Regions from separate parts of the Drosophila melanogaster genome. Here region 2 is linked to region 1. A link is a contact called in public Hi-C data. All regions are on one chromosome and are shown on one strand. The core of a region is the stretch at or near the end of the contact, and the rest is flanking DNA. Distances in the headings are between cores, read along the strand shown.

Region 1 (2,700 bases), core at 174-2,673:
CAGCGAGCCATGGAACTGACCTCTGCCAGAGTTTCGCAATTTAAGAATGTGCTGGTAGGACTTTTCTCCCCGCTTCCTTGATTTCTCCCCCCGACTCGCCCACAACTAAATGAGACTAATGAAAGGCCATAACTCAAAGACCGGACAGAGAATGCCCCAGCTCGGCGACTCAAATTAATTGGCATTGTACGGGCATTTCATGTATATGGCGGAAAATGGAGGTGTCCACACGTCAGTGGTCAAAATAATAGGGTCTATGAAGTCTAATGTGAGGTATATTCTTGGTAATAGGCTTTAATGCGACTACCTTCAATCGAAAAAAGAAATTAGTACCTGACCAGTCAATTTAATATATTAGTTTCTTTAAGAAATGTGTTCATAATAGGTCTCAGCTCCGAAATGAGTACAAAGGACTATGTATTGTATTTATAATTAAATGATATTTTAAGACTTAATATATGAGAAAGTATAAATATCAAATAAATCTCTAGAAAACGTATAGAGCACATTATAGTAAACCAAGTTTACAGTTGACCAACAACTTCTGGTTAGTCGATATTATTATGTCCTTGGCTGTTCCTTGCCTGTAGTATATTGCTGTTGGCCCGTATCCGGCTATAGAATTTCATAATTATAATAATTTATGTTGACACCTGAGGCGTGTGCACAAATTGAACTGGCCCCAAGGCCCGCGCCAAGTTAATAAAACTTTAAGTTACAATTTGTGTGTTGCTATGTTGGTGTGTTTCGCTCTCTATCTGTCCTGGAAAATCCCTGAAGAAATATGAGCAAAATTCTATGTCGCATAATACTCACTTATTGTCGGCGATGCCTTTCTTTTGTTTTTCTCGCTTAGCTCTATTTTTCCAGAGAACTTTAAAGAACTCCAGTGGGATGGCGATTTTGTTGGGGTGTTGGGTTCGCGGTAGTGTTTTAGCCAAGTTTACCTTTTGCTCTCACACCGTTGTTGTTTTTGCTGGCCCACGTGCATAATAATAACAAATGATTGGTTGTCACGCACGTAACGGTACTTTCATTCATAATTTATGCATTTTAATTTGTCAAACTAAGTAGGAAAAGATGGGGAAGTTTCACTCGCTGATGAGAATAAATTCGTGGATTTCAACTAGGGGAAGATTAGTTTTCTTTTTCCTTTGCCCAACTGCAGTGGTTTTAGTTTGTTTTTCCTTACTTTCGCTTACATTTTATTCATAATTTGCCATTTCACTGCAGCACAAGCACACACACCCTCGCAAATAAGACACTCACACAATCGCACGTACGCACGAGTGTCCTCGGTTTTATCGCGATTTTCAGGACTCGGGGACTGGAGCAAATTGGAGTGGAGAACGGAGAATCGAGAACGGAGAATCGAGAATCGAGAATTTTGCCGCCACACGGACTTGTGTCGCCTTCGCCAACCACACAGCACCAATAACCGACCAAGACTAAAAGCTTCGCTCTCCTTATTACCTGGTTTTTACTTGGCGCCCAACACGCACACCCCCGCACACACGAAAACACACACACGAGCCAATTCCCGAACTGGAAAACGACGACCGGATATCAGGATAAAAAGCGACCAGAACGCACAAACTGGTTCGCATTGTCTGAGGTTGCGAAGTCACGAGCGAGAGAGAGAGCTCCTCTCTTTTTCTTCGGAAAGAAGGTAAGAGAAAGCGGGAGAGATTGGTTTGTTTCAATTCCACATTCCACAGCTATGTAATTCAACAGCTATGTTAGCCTAGTTAACATTATGGATGCTATTGCCGGGTAGCAGAAATAGTGGGAAATTATTATGTCAGCAGAATTCTAACAGTAGCACAAATATTTAAGCCAAAATAAGACTTTATCTGATTCTAAATTTTTGTAAACTTTTCTAACATAATATAATCAAGTTATCAATTTTTTTGCACACTTGTTTTTATAACTTTTATTATTCAATATATATGACATGACACTGGAAACAAAGTTGTAATACGTATAAGACACAAATGTAGTTACATTTACTTGGGCGTTCGACGCATTTATTTAATTCTTGGTCGCTCCTTAAGATCCCATCACAAGTGCTGCAAATTAGTAGAACTTTCTTCGCTCAAATACCCGTCCAAATAAACCCGGAGATGTTGTTCGTCAAATGCCTAGTTAAGTCCTCGCAGAGCCTGCACCAACAGCATTTTCTTTGATACGCACACAACATTGGTAAACAACGAAAACAATAGAAACAAGTAGAAGAACAAGGAGCAGAACAAGAGGAAGTTGGAGAAGTAGGACAAGCAACACAGATCCTTGCCCAGTGAGGCATCAATAGAAAATACCAATAACATCGACATCATCCTCCGCATCATTAGCCCAAACAAAAACTGCTGACTGGGGCACAATGCCAGCAAGCAAATCGGGCAAGGAGGCTGCCACTCCCCCAATTTCGTGCCCCAAAACCCCTATCCCGAAGCGTCTATCCCCTAGCCCACCGCTCACATCATTTCTAGACCATCGTAACCCTAGCTCAAGGGGCTCCAACTTTTTTTTTTGTGCTGCACATGCCCCGCTGGCAATTTGAAGTTGAGCCAACAGCTAGGAGTTCTCCACTTTCTAGTCCTCCCTCTATCTTCGGCTTTCACTCGCCTCTCCTAGTTTTTACACTGTGAAGAAAATATATTTTACAAACGGAAAATAAAACAAATATTTCCTAAACGATAC
Region 2 (2,700 bases), core at 57-2,556, 270 kb before region 1:
CCGATGGCAACCCTGAACACCTTGTCACTAGGTGTGAAAAGTGCTCCTTGGTGCTCTGCCACGCCCACCGCACCAAAAATAATCAATGGGCGTAACGGTAGCGGGCCAATTAAATTTATCGCCAACTCTTTTGTGCCTGCAAAATTGTTTTTAATTGTCCTTGGCAATTAAATACACGCCCGGCCGCCTTAGTCCTTTCCTCAGCCCTCTCCCCTCTCACCAACCACACAGAAATTAATCGAGTCGTGTGCCCAGATAAACACAAATTTAAAGCGGATAAACCCAAGGGGGTTTTTGTGGTTTGTGAGCGGTTGGGGTTTAGAATGTGAAGAAAGGGGTGGCGAAATCAGGACTCGGGTTGGCAAATTAAACACGGGGAAAGATCTTCAAGAAAACTCTCCTTTGCCTAACAGTTTTTCAAAAGGAAACCTTTTAGATTAGCTTTTTGAATCATATTTCTAATACCACCGAACAACATTTTACGGCACAGAAATCCAATAAAATGTTGTAATTATTATGTACTTCCCGAGATTATAACTATGACAAAGGTCTCCAATAAAATTCTATAATCTGCCGACACAATTCATCAACTTCAAAAGAATTATTAGACACTTTAATGACATTTTTATTAGGAATCATATCAGTTGAGTGTATAAACTAGAAAATATAAAATTCACGAAAAAATAGTGAAAAACAAAAATAATTTTAACTCTACTGAACTTTTTGAGACTTTAAAGATCTTGACTTAAGAAATCCAAGCTATTTCTTTTAAATATCTCATAAATCGTATGCCCTCGTATCATAATCTTTAAAGGCATCTCTAACATTCCATAAAAATCCTTATCAGCTCAACTCAATTCCTGGCTTCCAGCTTGGCAATTTGGCTTCATGCAAATGAATGATTTTGATGAGCCTGGATAAAAAGGATGAGCGAATACCTGAAGCTGCTTCAGCTGCATCAGCCCGCAGCCGAAACCAATGAAAACTTCTTTATCCCTTTACCTTCAATCTTCCCACTGACATTGCTTTTTTATCCTTGTGTCCCGTCCGAGTAGCAGTGCTTAAAAGATGCAAAGTAACTGCTGTCCTGGACCAATGTTGCCACATCTTGAGGCACTTTTTGAGCCACTTGCAGCCATTCGAGCTTCCTATTTTTCCACATTTTTTCGCCATTTTTTCCCCCAACAGTTTTCTCTTTACATAGAAAAATCCACAAAATCGACATAATGAAATTTTATCTTATCTTGGTTCTGTTTTTTTTCTATTACTTTACTCCATCTGCTGCTGGTCTTTTTATATCATTTATATTAAAACTTTTTCTTAGAGGCACGCTGATTTTCAAAATCATTGACAACATTTTCACGGGGGATACAATAGATTCCGGATTTTCAAATACTTTTTTAATTTGTTTTGTAATTTTTACAACAATCAGTGCTCGCTTTGGAGTGTACTACTGATTTCGATTTCGGTTTATGTTTGCATCTACAAATCTCCGAACCGCAGCCATAAATCAAAAGTTTGTTCTATATTTTTTTTTTTGAGTCCGTTATCTATAGCTTCCACACTCGTTCCGCTTATCAAAAAATACACCGCTCTCTAGTGGGCCAAATTTTTACTCGCACATTTTATTCAAATGCTACGTGTTGCATTTTTTCAGCCTGCACATCGCTCATAACTTTTCTCTGTCCAGTTGGCACTATTTTCCCACTCTCTATGCTTTTCCGGTTGTGTTTTCTGGTGGGGTTTAGAAAAAGCAAACACAGACACAGAAGGCTATGGTTAGTTTGAAAAATATATTACTCAGATTTAAATTAAATTTTTTTTGGAATTAGTTGAAATTTGTATTTGTATTTCTGATCAAACTAACGAAATTATTGAATGAACTATAATTTAGTGCCCAAGATTTTCCTGCTCCAGTGCAATTTTCGCGTCTCTGGCCTTTTTCCATTCCCAGTCCATATTTATTTCCCTAGCCAGTGATTATTATTTCATTTGGCTGCTGCTTTGGGCCCTGTGCAAAATTCGCTGCCTTTCATAATTCTGGCGACTTGTTTGTTTGAATTGTGTGCAATGCTGTGTTTCGATGTGGTGGGTGGCTGGATTGGATTTGCTGGCATGTGGGGCAGATTGCCATGTTGCTGGCGGAGCGTTAAACGCGCCAAATTGATTAGCATTTAAATTGCCTGCGAAATGTGTGGCACAAGGAGCACTGCAATAGCAAAGCAACAGCAGGAGCGGCAGCCCCAAAAATTAAGCCATAAAGCTGAAAGCGGACCATGAACGGTGCGCTCCTCTGTCGTTTGGCTAGCTCCGTCTGCTTCGCCACCCACCACCTTCCTGCTTTTTCGCATTCGGATTCCCATGGCAGCAATGAATTGCAAATAACGCATTGACCGCACTGCACCTTTGCCGCCACCTTTTGCGGACAATTCTGGGTGAACCTCAATCCCATTCCAGATCCAGGTGCATATGTATACTCGTACATGGATGTATGTGCGATATCTGTCCAACTTTTGCCCGACTGCCGGCAAGCGTTGCATGTTGCTGGCACAACAGCAACATAAATGGCAGCAGCAACATTCGTTGCGTTTACCGCCAAAAGCAGAAACCTAAAAGCAAAAACAATGAAAAAGGAAACCTGGACAAAAAGGTTAAAAGACAAATAAAAAAAAAAAACTAAAACCAAAAGTGCACAACACG

Evidence for each region. A called contact is a pair of places that touch in the nucleus more often than the background predicts.
Region 2: a contact with region 1 is called in a Hi-C map of the Kc167 cell line, with 2.2 times the contacts expected there. A contact is called at or near these places in 5 of 107 Hi-C or Micro-C datasets (the Kc167 cell line, brain, embryonic neurons and 2 more).

What each region holds. Positions count from the first base shown.
Region 1 is chr2L:16,971,814-16,974,513 of dm6, reverse strand. beat-IIIb (beaten path IIIb) reads right to left here and starts at 1,423. Exons shown (of 7, transcript NM_176057.3): 1 at 817-1,423.
Region 2 is chr2L:17,245,767-17,248,466 of dm6, reverse strand. It overlaps lncRNA:CR44395 (long non-coding RNA:CR44395), which reads right to left and starts at 1,306. Exons shown (of 1, transcript NR_124323.1): 1 at 811-1,306. The region is part of intron 2 of beat-IIIc (beaten path IIIc); the gene reads left to right. lncRNA:CR44396 (long non-coding RNA:CR44396) reads left to right here and starts at 1,850. Exons shown (of 1, transcript NR_124322.1): 1 at 1,850-2,611.